Linked DNA regions of Mus musculus: all the other regions are linked to region 2. A link is a contact called in public promoter capture Hi-C data. All regions are on one chromosome and are shown on one strand. The core of a region is the stretch at or near the end of the contact, and the rest is flanking DNA. Distances in the headings are between cores, read along the strand shown.

Region 1 (2,700 bases), core at 163-2,662, 2.6 Mb before region 2:
TCTGGCCAGGACGTCTGGCCAAAGCCAGAACTGCTAAAAAATCCACACCCAGCATTCTCTCCCAAACCAGCCATGAATTCTTAGTTTGTCCTACTTTAGAATGGGCATCACCCTTCCCTACCAGGGAGGGGTGAGGACACCAGTGGTATGTGAGGAGGTGGGAGAGTGGGGGAGGTCTCAGGAATCTTTCCCTCTTCTGGGAGGGAGCCTCATGGGCTAGGTCCCCTCCTCCTCAAAGTTGGAAGGAATGCCAAGGGAAAGTTTATAGGGATACAAAAATTTAGCCTAGACCCAGGAGAGCCTAGGACTTTGTCCCAGAGGACTCCGGCAATTGCCCAACAAGCGGAGTGCTCCAGCTGCTCTCCATCAATCTCCAGCCTTGGGGCTTGAGTTCTACCATCCACATCCACGCTCTCACACAGTAATATGTACCTTCATCACACCGCTCTCAACCACCCCCAGAGACATGCATACCGCGCCAGGAGCTAGCCAGCATACATCCACACACAGTCCAGGCATATCTTGTTGACCACATCACCCAAACAGGCCTCCCTACTGGACTCGGACATGCCAGGCTCCTAAACTTCACACCTGTCAGGGATTGCATTAACCGCGGGACATACAGCTGACCAGGCATGGGTACATCTTCACCCACACCTCCCTTCTGCACACACAGCTCTCTGGTGAGTGACACTCATTTCTTCCTACAGTTAGACTTTGGTTGGTGGCTTATGTTGGAGTGGGGCCTAGCACTTAGGCATGTGCTCTGACACACGTGAGCTTGCCAGTTCCTTATCTCCTCCCTCAACCACCTCCTCCAATTCACTCGCCCTTCACCACCACTTAACACCGGGAGATACACAGTGACCCAGAGGGCAAGAGGGAGTCCAGACTTCTGAGGATCTCTCCCTAAGTTTGAGGGAAACCCGGGTGCGCACCACCCCCCTCCCGCAGTGAAACAGAGCCAGTTCCCTTAAGATGGATGGAAAAGAAAAAGGGCACCGGCATGGGGCAGGAAGGGAAAAGAGAGGAGTGGGCAAAGGGTGGAAGGCCAGGAGGTGCTGAAAAAGAACTAGGTGTGAGCAAATGGGGGTCAGGGGCCAAGGTGCCGGGGAGGGATCCTGTGGGCAGGCCCAGCCCCAGTGCCTGGGACCTCCCACCCACTCGCCCCAGGAACAGCCTCGCCCACAGCCTGGGCAGGGCAGGGCAAGGCAGGCAGGGCAGGGCTAGCCTGGCCAGCCAGGCAGGGGGCGCTGGCACGTGGGGAGCCATGGAAGGTACACACTCACCAGTGGAAACCAGGCGGGCAGCAGTGAAGGGTTCAAAGGGATCAGGGCCGGAGAGAAGTCCCCAGGGCCGCCTGCCGGCCACTTCCTCATCTGCTGGGCCGACTTTCTGTCACCAGAGGGGGAGGGGGCGGGCCGGGCGGGGGGCGCCTGCTGATTGGGCGGCTGGCCGAGGCAGGAGGGGCCGTCCAGCGCCTGCCTGGCCGCCAGGGCGGGAGCAGGGGCGGGTCGCCAGATCCCGGGGCAGGAAGCACACCCAGCCCCAGCTCTCCACCCCTTCCTTCGCATCTCTCAGCCTGTCCCGCCGATGACTATGGCTTGGCCCGCACCCAGCTTCTTCTTGAGGTTCAGCCTGCATGGCCCCATTCGTGGTCCTCTGTCCAGTCCAGCATGAGGACCCACTCATCTCCTGTCTGCTTTGTGACAGTCGCGGCTTATGATTACGGGAAATTTCCAGGGTTCAACCGTTCCCTCAAGGCTTTTCCTGGAAGAGGAGGGCCAGCTGTGCCTACTAAGGGCTGATTGGGGTGGCGGGAGGCTTTAGCGGGAGGCAGCAGTCGGCCACCACCATGCTTCTCAGAGCCTATAAACTTGGATGAGTCCTAGCTTTAGGAGGCACAGAGAGGATTTCCTGGAACGGAGATGGGAGAATACAAGTGGCCCCAGGCAAGAACTGTGAATCACTGTCTAAACTGGCCTTCAAGGTAGTGAAAGGGGGTGGGGGTGGGGGTAGCAAGTGAAATTGGCTGTGGTTCAATGTAGTAGATCTTGGAGGCCAAATGAGGCTGCCTGACTTATTCTAGAAGCAGAAGAAAACAAGAATTTTGAGGCAGCTCATCTCATCTGTCAGACATTTACTGGCCATCTACAGTGAGCGAAACCACATTAAGCTCTGCTCCCCACACTAACATAACTTATAACCCAGGTACAAGGTACTAGAGAGACCAGGTGAGAGGAAAACAGCTGGTCTGAAGAGGTAACAGATGGGGTTGGGAAAGCCAGACAACGTTGCAGGGGTAGGGGTGGGGGAGGAGTTAGATGTCAATTCAGTACCACCACCCACCCACCCCAGCACCAGATAGTCCAACTATTGCATGGCATGAAATCTGTCTTTCCTATAAAGACTCAATTACAGCTTGGACAACTGGATGATGTAAGTAGGCAGAGAGTTGAGGAATTTAGAAGAGGCAGTGGCTAGGAAGGATAATAGGTTCATAATTGGTGGATTTGGTTACCTAGGCATTGATAAGAGATGAAGGCCAGAGTATAGTTTTCAGCATTCTTTAGATTACCTGTTTACCTGTTAGCACCTACTCTTGACCAAAAAAAAAAAAAAAAAAAAAAAAAAAACAACCAGCAGAGAATTTACTTCCAAACCCAGCTTCTGTATCATTGTATACTAGACCCCCATGTC
Region 2 (2,700 bases), core at 182-2,681:
GTGGAAGGAGAGCACTCCCACAAACTGTCTCTGACCTCCACATGTGCACTGTAATGCGCACATAAATGTGTGTGTTCCCGAGCTCATACGTGCATGCATGAGCAAGTGTGTGGACACACATAAATAAATGTAATTAAGTTTTGAAAGTAAATCTTGCCTCTCAATAAATGAAAAGTGAGGGGGAAAGAACTGATATCAGCTCTGGGCCTCCATCTCTGCATGCCCATCTTCATATACCCACAGCACCACACACACACACACACACACACACACACACACACACATACACACACACGTTGGGATAGCTGAGAGGTCAAGTGGTACGTCCCACATGAACAGATGGCGAAACTGAGGCCTAGGAGGAGGATTTGAGGAGCCTGAATTTGCACAGCAAGTTAGAAGTAGGGGACTGGTATAAAAAGGGACTCAGCCTATGACAAGGTACAAAGTGTCCCTTTCCTGCTGTCTGGCCACTGGCCTGATATAGATAATTGTGAAGGAAGGGAGTAGAGAGGCCCCACCTCCTTAGTATAGAACTTTAGGCCCCAGGACTTTTCCTAGAAAGAGTAAACTTGGAGGTGAGTACGGAAGGTAAGCTAAGAGGGCATCCCGTCTGTTAGCACTATCCTCTCCCAGCCTCACACGGAGCCTCTCTTCCTCTTCCCTGTGGACCCCCCACTTTAATTACTAGGTAGGTGGTCAGTGGTTTGCTTACTCCGTGACCAAGCATTTAATCTTCCTAGATGAAGAGCACAGGCTGACTGACACTGCCTGTTTGTCTTACCTCGTCCCCTGCCAGGGACACACCTGCTCCTTCCTTAGTCTGGCTTAGAATCAGCCAGAAGATGGTCCCAGTTTGAACTCAGAATCTAGCCTAGCACGCCCTGCGGGACAAGATCTAAGTTTGAGATTCTCAGAGAAAGAGGGAGCGACAGACGCAGCGCTGTCCAGCCAGACCCGCCCCTACCTCCCGCGAGCTCCTAAGAACCTCCCCTTAGCTTCAGCTGTTAGGGCCAAACAGGTCCTAGGACCCAGAGGAGCCAGCCTGACATTTCCGCTCCTGAAGACACGCCCCCCACCACCGCCAGCTACCGCCACCCCCACCCCGGACTTCGGACACTGAGAGCCTCGGACCCTGGGCTGAGGACTGTGGCCAGCCTGCTTTTGGGCCGGAGTCGCTTCCAGAAGGTGCCACGCGAGGACCAAGAAGAACTAAAAGTGGAAGCAAGACTGGGCCCTGGGGGGCGCGGAGACGCGGCGCTCACTCACCCGCTCCGCCTGAGTGGACAGCTCCGGGTCTCTGTCCCTGCGGCCACACCGCAACGCGCCGGTCGTCCTCCGGCCTGTGATCCCGCCGTGCGGGTCTCAGCGTCTACCCACCAGTCTGATCTGGGCCGCGGCCGCCGTCCCGCCGCCAGTGCTCGAGGAGACGCCAGCTCCGCCCCAGGCTCAGCCACGCCGCGGCCACGGGGCGGGGAGGGGCGGGGAAAGGGACTCCCCCGTCCCAGGATACTTACTCTTCTCTTTAGCCTTTCCGGGAAGTGGGAAGTCCGATCGGGCTCGCTGTCTCCCCGAGGGCAAAGGACTAACTGAGGAGCCGCCCCAAAGGACCGCCTGGATCTTCCCTAAGGAGATAGCCTCAGATTCATAGGCTGTAGAATGGGAACAAGTTTAGCTTCCGCCTGAAGCAGAAAGAAAAACCGCTGTGGTTTGAATGGTTTCCTAGCCCTCCTGCAGTTATCTGAGCTTCACTTGTCTTTGAATTCAATAAAAGTTCCTAGCAGCCAATGTGTTCAGCTTCAGTCCACTGCCATACAGAGCAACTCAAAACCCACCACTGGAGGCTGCTGCTGGTGGATGGCGCATGTCTTTAATTTCAACACTAGCGAGGTAGAGGCAGGCAAATCTTTGAGTTCCAGGCTGCTAGCCAGCCAGGCTAGCCAGGGCTAGGTGGTAAGATGGTCTCTCTCTCTCTTAAAAACAAAACAAAACAAAACAAAACAAAACAAAACAAAACAAAACACCAAAACCAAAACCAAACCAAACCAAACCAAAACAACCAAACACTTAAATGAATAGCACACGTATGGGAGCCGTGGACTGGGTCAGTCCAGACAGAAACATTCCCAAAGAATGTTCAAAGAAGACCTCGCCTTCCTTGCACCTGGTTCTGGTTCTGTAGACTCTCACACCATCCAAAGTTACCCATTTCCTATCTTCCTTTGTCTCTGTTGTTCTTTAGAATGGCTTCTCTCCCAGCCTGTTCCATCTGGCTCCAAACCTTTGCATACTTGATCTACACTACCCACTCTTCTACCTAGATTCCTCCCCTGGAAACAGGCTGCTATCCCACATCAGTGCTCAATGCATACCATGGCTTGGCCCCAGGAACCTGTCTGCAGGATCTGCCTAGGGTGAGGAGGTTGAAGACAGAGTTCTACTAGGTGAGTGCTATGGTTAACCTTCATTGTTAGCTTCACTAGCTTCGGAACTACCAAGGAGTCGCCTCTCTGGGAGTGTGTATTCCCAAGGGGTTGTTTAACTGAGGAGGACTGGCTCTCCTTGAATGTGTCTCCTGCCATCCTGAACTAAACTAACAGAAAGGTGGGTGAGGGTGGGGGAGCCAATAGAGCACAGGTGTCCATCCACCTCCATTTCTTCACCACTGTTCCAGACTCTTGCTGTCACAGCTTAGAGCCT
Region 3 (2,700 bases), core at 192-2,691, 2.4 Mb before region 2:
AGAAAGAGTCTTACTATGTAACTCTGGTTATCCTGGAACTACCTATTCCAGGCTGGCCTCTCATTTTTTTTAAAGCACCCTTTTCATCAGATATGTGCCTAGATATTTAACCCATAGCATTCTATGAAGTATCTCCTTTTAGTTAACATTGGTAAACTCTTGCCATCCATCTCAACTCTCCTGAATTTGTTCCCCTTGAAAAATCCAGGCATGGACGAGAAGTTGTTTAAAAACTTTTTTTTTTTTTTTTTTTTGGTATTTTTTGAGACCGGGTTTCTCTGTATAGCTCTGGCTGTCCTGGAACTCACTTTGTAGACCAGGCTGGCCTCAAACTCAGAAATCTGCCTGCCTCTGCCTCCCAAGTGCTAGGATTAAAGGCATGTGCCACCACCGCCCAGCTTACTTTTTTTTTTTTTAACCTATTTATTTAGTGTGTTTGTGGCGGCGGTGACACTGCAATCCACTAAAGTCAGAGGACATCTTGTGAACTTGTATTGATTCTCTCCTTCAACAGCTTACCTCAGATCATAAGACTTGTGCCTTTCCTCTCAGTCATCTCTCTGTACCGAAGGGTTGGTTTTGAAAGCAGTTCAAACACAATACAACTCTTCTTCCCGGTGCTATCGGGAATTTTGCTCATGTTTTATGCCCTAGTGAGTTCTCCTCCTTATTTGACTTATAAGGGTGTTAACCTCTCTTTCTTCATCGTCCTTGACAATCTGGGAACTCCTTAAGGCTGCTCACAGCCTCTCAGGAACTGCTCCTAATGACTTCTAGGGATCCTGTTCGGCCCCCTGAAGTGCCTTTAATGATTCTTAGAATCACCCTGTTCGCTCCAAGAGCTGCTAATGACCCCAAATTTTCGCTCAAGGGGAGCCGCTTTTAAAAAGCCTCAGGGATATCTTCCTTCAGGATCTGTCCTAATGACCCCCCAGGGCTCCTTCTCCTGGAGCAGATCTTTACCTAACCCGCCTTGCCAGCAGGCGAGGGGCTTCTTAGAGAAGAGAGTCAAACTGAGAGTACTGGGCAAACTTGGACATGCTGGTCACGTTCTCTGAACTCCTTGACTTTAGAAACTTTCCCGGAGGTCTTCCATCGCCTTTATATCTTAGGCAAAGGAGTTACTCCAAGAAAATTAGGCTTATCCTTTCGCTAGAAACATCCTATAACCACCTGCTCGCCCTTCCCCATAACCGGCTAGCCCATTTCAGGGTATTCGCTTCTTTCTACCCAGCTTAACTATGGAGATCTGAGTCAGCCTCTGATAGGCTAACTCTGGATCCAGCCCTGATGCTCAGTGGCCCCAGTCCCCGGAGGCTCAGCGTTTTCTCCTGGCAACAGCTCGAGACGACGCTCATAGGCTAAGCGGACTCGTAGTTCCAGACGCCGAGTCGGTGTAGTGAGTGTTCATTGGTTAGCTGAGGACCTAAAGCCATTCTTGGGTTGGTTGACTATGGGCTCTGTGAGGCTGCGCAGAGTCAGACTTTAAAGGAGGCGGAGCTCTGTCTTTCGCCCTCAAGAAAGACAGTGGGATCGGCGAGTGGCGACAACAGCAATCGGGCCTGAGCCCTGCTAGGGCTTTAGGCTCCAGGTGAGAGCCATCGGGTTTTGGATTCCCCAAGGGGTTGATGCTGCCAAAACCCTTGGCCGTGAGCTCCAGTGGGGGAGGGTGGTGAGGTGGGTCTTTCTGTGCTCTGTGATCGACATGGGGTTTGAGCAATAGAGAAAGGAGCTTCTAAAATAAGTTTTGCGATTGGTTCTTTCCAATCTCTAGTGGCCAATGGGCGTCGGGAGAGGGGGGCGGGCCCACTGGGCCTTATTTTCTTCTTCCTGCGGCCGGGCCTCCCTCGCCTAGGCGGTGGGGCCGGGAGGGGCAGTGTCTGTAAGTGGTGTGTGGGGACACTGGGAACCGGGCTGCCTTTGGAGGGATGCCGCGGGGGTGGCTGCGGGGGCGGAGAGTGCGGGAGTTTCAGGTCACTGTTAGCAACAGCTGCCTTTATGGAGTGCTTACCGGGCCTAGCGTTTAGGGCTCGCTTGCATCATCTAAGTTAATCATACGATCCATCAAGGCAGGGGTTTGGGGTCCCCATTTTGCAGGTGGAGAAACTGAGACTCATCCAGTCCATTCACACAGCCAAGGTGTTAAAAAGTGACAGAGATCAGACCGGTATTCAGAGTTTTCACTCTAGAGCCGAAGGTTTAGCTCCCGGTACTCTTTGCTTTGTTGCTGAAGGCGGACGGGAAGGTGCCCCAGACCAGATTTCCCCAAGGGAATAGATCGCGGGAATGGAACCCTAGAGTTAAAGTAATGGGATGATCCGCTAAAGTGAGCAGAGGATATGAGTTATTCAGCAGTTACTGAGTGCCTACTTTGTGGCGAGCATTGTTCTAGCTTCTGGACACACAAAGATAAACAGAGCTAGAGGCAGATGAAGCAACATTGTGACCACCTTTGAAGCCCAGGGGAGGAGCCCCAGTCTGATATTTATGATACCTTTTTGTAAAAATTTCAAAAGTAGAATATATTGAAAATTTCCTTTTAAAAGGAAAAGTCTCCTAAATTGAATAGGCTTCAAGTTCCTCCACACTTTCAGAGAAGTCTTAGTTCATGTAAGTATTAGAGCTGAGGTAGCAGAAAGTGGTAGAAGATGCTTTAGAGGGGGCACTTTGGATACATTTCCTGGTATGTAAAGCAGGGAT

Evidence for each region. Promoter capture Hi-C pulls out the DNA fragments that hold promoters and counts their contacts. Capture Hi-C pulls out chosen DNA fragments and counts their contacts.
Region 1: a contact with region 2 is called in a promoter capture Hi-C map of pre-B cells, with 6 times the contacts expected there. The contact joins the promoter of Elovl1 here to the promoter of Mob3c in region 2. A contact is called at or near these places in 3 of 39 promoter capture datasets (erythroid cells, liver and pre-B cells), 1 of 484 Hi-C or Micro-C datasets (CD8 T cells) and 3 of 9 other capture datasets (adipose tissue, liver and macrophages).
Region 3: a contact with region 2 is called in a promoter capture Hi-C map of adipose tissue, with 3 times the contacts expected there. The contact joins the promoter of Kdm4a here to the promoter of Mob3c in region 2. A contact is called at or near these places in 1 of 484 Hi-C or Micro-C datasets (CD4 T cells) and 2 of 9 other capture datasets (adipose tissue and liver).

What each region holds. Positions count from the first base shown.
Region 1 is chr4:118,426,805-118,429,504 of GRCm38.p6, reverse strand. It overlaps Elovl1 (elongation of very long chain fatty acids (FEN1/Elo2, SUR4/Elo3, yeast)-like 1), which reads right to left and starts at 1,412. Exons shown (of 8, transcript NM_019422.3): 1 at 1,290-1,412.
Region 2 is chr4:115,826,811-115,829,510 of GRCm38.p6, reverse strand. Mob3c (MOB kinase activator 3C) reads right to left here and starts at 1,431. Exons shown (of 4, transcript NM_175308.5): 1 at 1,270-1,431.
Region 3 is chr4:118,178,784-118,181,483 of GRCm38.p6, reverse strand. It overlaps Kdm4a (lysine (K)-specific demethylase 4A), which reads left to right and starts at 1,441. Exons shown (of 22, transcript NM_001161823.1): 1 at 1,441-1,591.